Linked DNA regions of Mus musculus: region 1 is linked to region 2. Evidence: chromatin contacts called from public Hi-C data. All regions are on one chromosome and are shown on one strand. The core of a region is the stretch at or near the end of the contact, and the rest is flanking DNA. Distances in the headings are between cores, read along the strand shown. Region 1 overlaps Tnfsf11 (tumor necrosis factor (ligand) superfamily, member 11). Region 2 has its middle 25 kb from the start of Gm30608.

Region 1 (4,610 bases), core at 1,371-3,870, 160 kb before region 2:
TGGTTTCTTTCCAAGGTGAAGCGACTCTGGTCATTACCCTCTTTCAACTAGGAATGAATTGCTCCTGTCCACGGGGCTTAACTTTCTTCTTTTTATGCTCGGTAGCACCTACATGGAGTCAGTTTTGATCCTTTTCTGTGGGAATAATTTGCATTCTCTCCCTCTCTCCCTCTCTCTCTGTATCTCTGTCTCTGTCTCCCCCCCCCCCATAATCATAGCAATTCTCTGTATTTTCCCCAAGCTTTGCTGCTTTCCTGGACCATGTTGCTCCATCACTAGTATCCTATAGCTTAAGGGCAGGATAGAGGATTTTTAGTTTTGTGCCTTTACAGTGCCTGACAGAATGCACTAAGTACATCTGCATGCACCCAGGCCCATATAGAAAATGAGTATCAAAGTAAGTTATTGTGTTGGAATAAGGATTGTTATGTTAGTGTATGATGCTACCCCACCAGCCTGTGGAAATAATGAGGAACTTTTCTCATCCAAGTAGTGGATTCTAAATCCTGTGCCTTTGTTTCTCTCTAGGTTCCCATAAAGTCACTCTGTCCTCTTGGTACCACGATCGAGGCTGGGCCAAGATCTCTAACATGACGTTAAGCAACGGAAAACTAAGGGTTAACCAAGATGGCTTCTATTACCTGTACGCCAACATTTGCTTTCGGCATCATGAAACATCGGGAAGCGTACCTACAGACTATCTTCAGCTGATGGTGTATGTCGTTAAAACCAGCATCAAAATCCCAAGTTCTCATAACCTGATGAAAGGAGGGAGCACGAAAAACTGGTCGGGCAATTCTGAATTCCACTTTTATTCCATAAATGTTGGGGGATTTTTCAAGCTCCGAGCTGGTGAAGAAATTAGCATTCAGGTGTCCAACCCTTCCCTGCTGGATCCGGATCAAGATGCGACGTACTTTGGGGCTTTCAAAGTTCAGGACATAGACTGAGACTCATTTCGTGGAACATTAGCATGGATGTCCTAGATGTTTGGAAACTTCTTAAAAAATGGATGATGTCTATACATGTGTAAGACTACTAAGAGACATGGCCCACGGTGTATGAAACTCACAGCCCTCTCTCTTGAGCCTGTACAGGTTGTGTATATGTAAAGTCCATAGGTGATGTTAGATTCATGGTGATTACACAACGGTTTTACAATTTTGTAATGATTTCCTAGAATTGAACCAGATTGGGAGAGGTATTCCGATGCTTATGAAAAACTTACACGTGAGCTATGGAAGGGGGTCACAGTCTCTGGGTCTAACCCCTGGACATGTGCCACTGAGAACCTTGAAATTAAGAGGATGCCATGTCATTGCAAAGAAATGATAGTGTGAAGGGTTAAGTTCTTTTGAATTGTTACATTGCGCTGGGACCTGCAAATAAGTTCTTTTTTTCTAATGAGGAGAGAAAAATATATGTATTTTTATATAATGTCTAAAGTTATATTTCAGGTGTAATGTTTTCTGTGCAAAGTTTTGTAAATTATATTTGTGCTATAGTATTTGATTCAAAATATTTAAAAATGTCTCACTGTTGACATATTTAATGTTTTAAATGTACAGATGTATTTAACTGGTGCACTTTGTAATTCCCCTGAAGGTACTCGTAGCTAAGGGGGCAGAATACTGTTTCTGGTGACCACATGTAGTTTATTTCTTTATTCTTTTTAACTTAATAGAGTCTTCAGACTTGTCAAAACTATGCAAGCAAAATAAATAAATAAAAATAAAATGAATACCTTGAATAATAAGTAGGATGTTGGTCACCAGGTGCCTTTCAAATTTAGAAGCTAATTGACTTTAGGAGCTGACATAGCCAAAAAGGATACATAATAGGCTACTGAAATCTGTCAGGAGTATTTATGCAATTATTGAACAGGTGTCTTTTTTTACAAGAGCTACAAATTGTAAATTTTGTTTCTTTTTTTTCCCATAGAAAATGTACTATAGTTTATCAGCCAAAAAACAATCCACTTTTTAATTTAGTGAAAGTTATTTTATTATACTGTACAATAAAAGCATTGTCTCTGAATGTTAATTTTTTGGTACAAAAAATAAATTTGTACGAAAACCTGCCTGGTGCTTTTTGTTCTTGTTCGCTTTCGTGTGGGTCTTGCTCTGCGATCCTGTTCTTTCCAATATGATAATGTGGCTTCTATCTTTCTCCAAAGGTTACTGGGAGAAGTGCAGATTTAATTAAAAACTAGGAACAGATTCAATTAAATTAATGAACCTTGGAATTTGAAAAATAATTTGCAGGGGATTTGTATGCAAGGATGTAGCCAGAGAGAAAACAGACTTTTCACTCAAAAAAGGAAAAGTTTTCTCTCCTCAAATCATGAGAAAAATATGGTGCTTTGAGCTGGGGGGAAATTGGGGCTTGCTTTCCCTTACCGTAGTAAAGGGGGGCTCACTTTGGCCTGGACATGTTTCCTCTTGGAAATCAGTGTGGATGAGCTGTCTAAACCACGTCGATTACTCATGAAGGGCAGAGACCAGAAAACAGTCAGCTTGGGAAGGCACAGCAAGCCATTCTCTGAGATACTCGTCACTGGAAGATAAATGTTTTAGGATGATAACAACAGCCTAGAATAGAGGGAGGGATAGCAGATGTTACAGAGAAGAAACCGTAAATTTTAAACAGCGGAGCTATCACGGTGGGACTCGATGGTGTTGGCCACATACACGGACTATTTTACATCTGTCAGTAAATCTGAGTCTGAACAGTGCAAAACGTGACTTGGGCACTGTGTATCCCGACAGCTGCTGCTTGTTTCAAGGAAGAATTTCGAGGAGCAGCCGAGTTTCTGCAGCTTCCGCAGACATAGAATTTTGTTGCGGCCTCATGAGCTACCCAGCTTAGAGCCTGCTCCAGCAGTTTCGGCTCGCTCATTTCATATTACTTTGTGCAGCGTCAGTGATGTGCTAGTTACAGTCCCAGGCACCATGGCTACGAAGGCAGGTCTCCCAGCCCCAGGCTCCTGTTCTAGCGCTGGTTCTGCTTATGTTAGATGTGGCAAGGAGCATGCGCTGCTTGATCCAAATCTTGGGAATCTCAGAGTCTAAAATGAAACCGCAGGAAATGGAAAGAAAGTACAATGTGGGCACAGAATATTCACTATTAATTTTTACTGAGGGGTAGCATGTTAGTTATTTTTGAACTGCTGTGATTAAAAATCTAAAGTGAACACCTTAGGGGAAGAGAGGTTTATTCAGGCTCAAGATTTTAGAGGTTTCGATCCTCCATGTTGGGGAGATGGCGGTGACAGCGGGGCGGTCAAGGAGCAGAAAGCATGCCCATACTGCAAGTGGCTCTGTCCCTCGGTCCTCTCAGGAAACGTCCATGCTGACATGCTGTGCCTTCCTGATCAGTCCAGACTAGCAGACCCTCAACATCGGCTATCCATCAAGAATAACCAACTTGCACTCTCCCAAAGATGCAGGGGCAAAGTGTCAGGATCGCCTGCGGTGATTCGTGGGGGCTGTCCAACATGTGAAAGCAACATGGCTTCACATGATGCCAAGAAGAACCTCCTTGGCAGCCCTGGGGGATTCAGCCACAGTGTGATGTGGAGGATAATGAACGCTACGCTATGGCACCTCAGGTCGGTTGGGGGAGGGGAGACAATGACTTAGTGACTTATTTAGAAATCAACCAGTGTTTTAAAGTGGGTAACGGCAGGGATGGGATATAGTGAGAGGCAAGAAGCCACCTCGCTTCCGGTCATGCCTCAGTTTGCCAGGCTCGGAGCAGCATCTTCTAAGTGGGTTTAAAATGCAGGCGGGAACACACAGCACGTCCCTGCTTCCTTCTCTTCCTTCTGCTTTGCTTTCCTGTGCATCTCTTTCTTGTGTCTGCCCCCTACGACTGAACCCTCCCATCCTCCGCCTGCCCAGACTCCCGTGTCTCCCATCGTCCTACTTTGCTTTCTGTTGCTATGACGGAAGCCGCAACAAAAGCAGCTAGGGAGGAAAGGGTTTATATGGCCTACATGTTTCAATTGCAGTCCATCGGAGAGGGAAGTCGGGGCAGGAGCAGAGGCAGAATCTGGAGGCAGACACTGAGGCAGAGTCCACAGTGGAGCACTGCTTACTGGCTAGCCTGTTTTCTGATACCACCCTGGACCTCCATCCCAGGGGTGGCACCACCCACAGTGACCTGGACCTTCCTGCACTAATCATTAATCAAGAGAATGTCCCACAGACCTACCCAGAGGATGATCCGATGGAGGTAACCCTCCAGTGGACGTTCCCTCTTCCCACATATGTCTAAGTCTGTGTCAGGTTGATACAATCTGGTCAGCATACTCATGGTCCTTAGGCTGTTGGGTCTCCTTGAGATGAACGTATGTCCCTAGAGTATGTCCCTGCCCCGTCACAGCTGACTCGGTGGGAGGCATGACAAAACAGTGTAGGAAACCTGTGTCTAGTGGAAGTAATGGATCTGAGCTGCTGGCTCCTTTTACCTGCAGCATGTCAGCCCTCTTAACCTGCCAAGTCTGGGGAAGGAGAGCATGCCAAGTCCCAGGTTATCTGTCTTCCTGAATCAATTTTTACAACCACACCAGGCCCATGCATCCAAAAACTGACATGAAGCGATTCTTA
Region 2 (4,459 bases), core at 1,152-3,651:
AAATTGCTCAAACTTTCTAGAAGGCAATAGAACAATTTTTATCTCGTATCTTGAAGATATCTATGACATTTGCCTTGGCAGTTTTACCTTGGGAGCCTGTGCTCAGCTCTTGGCTCAGTCTTTTGAGATTATTTCATGAGTTTTCATTATTATATGCTTGCTTACCAGTGAGAAGATTGAACGGAGAAAGGGTGGGTAACTTGTAGAAGGTTGCACGGTACGTGCCGACAAGAAATGGGAACTAGTTCAAATCTCAAACGCAATGCTTCAACCTCAAAGGATGTTAGAGCTATATTGTGATGCCTAATGGAAACTACTTCAACAAAGTTATTCTCAGAGCTGGGCATATAGCACATGTCTGCAAATCCAGGCACTTGGGAGGGTGAGGCAGGAGGATTCTGAGTTCTAAAGCAGCCTGAGTTTGAACTACACAGATAGCAAGCTTAGTGAACTGCATCAGGAGGCCCCATAAAAACAAAACAAACAAACAACAAAAAAACCTCTTCAAAGACGAAAACAGGCTGTGCATCGCTAGGGAGTTCAGTTTTAAATGTATAATATAACCAACCACACAGCTAAAGATACACACTTAGAATAGCATAATAGCATTGTGGTGCCTGAGAGATGGTTCAGTTGCTAAAGTGCTTGCCACAAGAGCGTTAGGATCTCTGGTACCCAAGTCCAAAGCTGCGGGAGGAGTCGGTGCACATCTGGACTGGGGGTGTGGGAGAGTAGAGACCTTCATATCCCTGAGGCCGGCTGCCAGCTAGTTTAGCTTAACGGGTAATCTCTAACTTCAGTGAGGAATCCTGAATCACAAACTAGAGTGAGCTGCAGTGACTCAAGGGGCCAGGGTGGTTTAGTACCCAGGGGGGACCTCGCCTTCCTCAGAGCTGAATGGTGAGGGGGGGCAGGGGGGAGGGGTCATGGATAGGGGCAATGTGCAGGGAGTACTGATGGGAGGGGGGCTGCTATTGTGATGTAAAGTGAATGAATAAATAAGTAAATGGCAAAAACAAAGAAAGAAACAAACAACAGCAACAAAAAAATAAACCGAAGAGCAATAAAGACACCTAAAGTTGACCTCTGACCCCCACACACATGTGCAAGCACACCCCTGCACACTAGTGTGAACACACACGGCCATTGTAGAGGGATGTTTAGTGATGCAGGGTTCATTTCTGTTTGCAAAAATGAGCTCATGCCACAGAACATGCAATGTAATCTCAGCATTGTGAATCGTGCACATATGCACAGAAGACTGTAACCCAATGGGTCCTCACCTGCACTTTCTCATTTTCTGTAGTGAATCTGTATTGTTTATAGTTTGGGGAATGATTTGAAAGTCAAGGAAAACTCCATTAGAGCTTCATTTTTTAAGCCCCTGCCTTCTGCTCACTAGTTAGTAGTTAGAGGGCCACTCACAGGCTCTGTGAGGCCAACCTGTGTAGAAAACTAAGGTTCTACAGGGCTTGTCACAGATGCTGCAGCTAATAAGTAGTGGATACCCCAGGGCTCCTAACCTCTCCAACTGATTTTACAGCCTGAGGTTCAGTGGTTGAGAGCTAGGACTTCAAAGCCAGCCGCTGAGGTACTGGCTAGCCATGTGAGTACTTCTTCCTTTTAGTAGTTCAATTGCCTCTTATGTAAATTTGGATAATAGCAGTGTCAGCCGCGTAATGATGAGGATTAAATGAAGTAATTATGTAAGGTGCTTGAACAGCGGGAGGAGGCATGCTGCATTCAAAGGGCCAGTGTCAAAAAAAAAAAACAAAAAAAAAAAAAACAAAAAAAAAAGGCTGTCCTGGTTGATGCCAGGAGGTAGAAGGGAGCCGAATCCACCCAGATCTGTAGTCAGCTTGCTTTGGCCACTTAACTGAATGACCTTGAGCAAGTCCCTGAACCCGCGTCCTTATCTTTTGTGTCAAGTGTGCACTGCACAGTAATTTTCCAGATGACAATTGCTCTAATCTCTCTTATCAGTAGTCTGCCCTCCCCATCCCCCCCACAGTATGACTCAGTTGTTGGTTAGGAAGGGGCCTTATGCTCAGGAGGAACTGTGTGTCCTTGGGGCTGCATCAGCAAAAGGGCCCTTGTGGAGAGCCAGCTTCAGGGGGGACACATGACCTCTTTTCGTGGTCTTCAAAGGACTTGGGGGCGAGAGGTGTCTGTTGGGATTCTAGTGTGGGAGAAGCAGCTCTTGAGTTTAACACCTTTTTCCTGTCCTTACAACAGCAGATTCTGTAGCCCTGCCAGTACAAGAGCTCCCAAATGTTTGTTTCTTTTAATAGTATTAAAAAAAAAAAAAAACCCTCTAACAACAACATCCAACTGTCTGCCATTTACCTCGGGAGCCTGGAATGGCTGTAATTCACAGTGCAGCTGTGACTGCAAGGGTTTGTGGCTTCACAGCCTGGGAAAAGAAACTGCTTTAGCCATTAAGGTGTCTGCGTGTTTCCTGGGAGAGAACACTGGGAAAGAAGGCGATCAAGCCTGACTGGAGAAATTTTGCCTTTCAAATCAGAAGCCTCTAGTGCCCCCTCTTCCGCGCTGCTCCCTGTGTTCTCACGGACCGGCGGTGCCAAGATACATATTTGTTGTTCCCTGGACCACCCAGAAGGTGTAACTTGGAATGGCACCTTGTCCAGCTCTGGCCGCTGATGGTAGAGCTTTGGGGATGTGATCTGGTCCAAGACGCCTGGGATGATTCTGGAAGGGTTACCCAGCTCACACTAGGTTTATTGGGTCCGTGCAAGGAGCCTAACTCAGCGTTGGTCAGATGAACAGTTCTGGGTGTGCCGTGGTCTGTACCCATGCCACAAGCCTGGCCTGAAAATGAGTTAGTGCTGTCTTCCTGAAGAAGGTGGTCCTGGCTAAAAGTCTTACATAGATCTCACGTATGCAATATTTCTTCAAGGAGACTCAGTGGACTGAGGAGGCCAGGAGATTATCTGTGCCAGGAGAGGGCTCAGAAAGGAAAGACTGCTGAATTGAAGGTTAGTTCACCTGTACGCTGTGTCCCCAAGGAGGACAAATCATAGATGTTTGGGGTGGAGTTGGTCTATTAAGCCTGTGACCAAGACCAGCCCACTGTCTGCTTCCCTGCATCTTGCAAGCCAGGAATAGGTTTCTTTTTCTTTCTTTCTTTTTTTTTTTTTTACTGATTATGAGTACAAAACCAAGAGAACATTATTTTTGCTAGTGTAAAAATTATATGCAACTCAAATATTAATGTTGATGTGTGCTCTGTAGCTGATCTCATGTCACCACCAGAGTTGGAGAGTCGCTGCAGAATCTCTGTGTTTCTTCAGAGAAGAGCGTGGGTGACCCTTGTTCCAGCTCAGTGATTCCCAAACTTCTGCGCATTCCAAAAACACCTGCAGGGACTGTGAAACAGGATCACGGCTCCATCCTCAGCAGCAACATCAGCTGCTCTGAAAAAGCATCTGAAATTTCCCTTTCTAACGAATTTCCAAGTGATGCTGGTGACCTCAGGCCAGGGTCCCCACAAGGAGAACCAGGACCAAGAGAAACAGGACCTGGGTTGGGGTGGCCATTAAATAGAAAGGGAAATGTTCGGGGGAGGGGGTTCTGAGGAGAATGGACTCCTGAAGAAGGTCAAAGCCAGAGGGAAGTTGCAGATCCAGGAGCATTATGGGAAGGGCCCGCTTTGTTGACTGATACTCTATTGACAAAAGGCAAATTTCCTTCAAACTCACGACTCAACTTTTAAACACCTCAGTCTGTCTCAGACAGAGGAACTGGTTCTTTGTTTTGGCCATGTATCAATTCATGCTTACGCTTGCCAGAATTTGGTAGCTGTGGATTCGGTGGATTGAGATTTTTTTTCCCCTGAGGATTTGATAGCTGAGATAGATAACTAGAGCTTAGCCACTGGTCTCCTTAGTGGCTGTTTGTGTGGCTACATTTAGCCAATGTGTCAAGAGGGACCCTGGTGTAACTGGGTTTGTCTTTGCCTGTGTACCTCTCTGTGGTCTTTCCAGCAAGGGACCTACACTTGCCCCGTGGTAGCTTAGGGCTCCCAGAAGTACAAGAGCAGAAGCTGCGTGTCTTTTCAAGGATGGGCTACAGTGGTATGGTCCCCCACATACAATCCCAGGGAGACTGCATTTAGCAAGTCAGACAACAGTGGTGGGGGACCCAACACTGCGACAAAGAAAGCCCCTTAGCAACCACCAGGGAAACAGATCAGATTAGCATTTGTCTAGAAAAAACATTTTCCCTCAAAAAGGAAAAGAGGGTATTCCCCTGTAGAAGAGAGAACAGGGGTAAAACTAAAATTGCTGATCTTCTTGGGGTGTCTTCCAAGAACGTGAAGTACCGGAAGCATTTATGGAGTATTAACAGATGTGTTTCTATTTTATTCTTTAATTGTGCCCACACAAGTTATAATTGTGTATACTTTCTAACTTGACCAAATCTGCCAAGTTACTGACAA

The links. Hi-C and Micro-C count contacts between places; a contact is called where the count stands out from the background.
Region 1: a contact with region 2 is called in a Hi-C map of cortical neurons, with 2.5 times the contacts expected there. The contact joins two enhancer-like sites. A contact is called at or near these places in 4 of 484 Hi-C or Micro-C datasets (the AtT-20 cell line, cortical neurons, myocytes and 1 more), 2 of 115 datasets of contacts at active chromatin or transcription factors (both in embryonic stem cells) and 1 of 9 other capture datasets (embryonic stem cells).

What each region holds. Positions count from the first base shown.
Region 1 is chr14:78,274,916-78,279,525 of GRCm38.p6, reverse strand. Tnfsf11 (tumor necrosis factor (ligand) superfamily, member 11) reads left to right here. Exons shown (of 5, transcript NM_011613.3): 5 at 529-2,080. The coding sequence ends at 950. Among named protein-coding and RNA genes, the nearest start is that of Tnfsf11, 31 kb to the left of the region's middle. Within about 2 kb of position 2,620, at least 17 of the 459 cell types and tissues checked have an H3K27ac peak or open chromatin away from gene starts, as enhancers often do. A contact at or near this core is called in cortical neurons, where this site is marked.
Region 2 is chr14:78,117,548-78,122,006 of GRCm38.p6, reverse strand. No RefSeq gene overlaps it. Among named protein-coding and RNA genes, the nearest start is that of Gm30608, 25 kb to the left of the region's middle. Within about 2 kb of position 2,401, at least 13 of the 459 cell types and tissues checked have an H3K27ac peak or open chromatin away from gene starts, as enhancers often do. A contact at or near this core is called in cortical neurons, where this site is marked.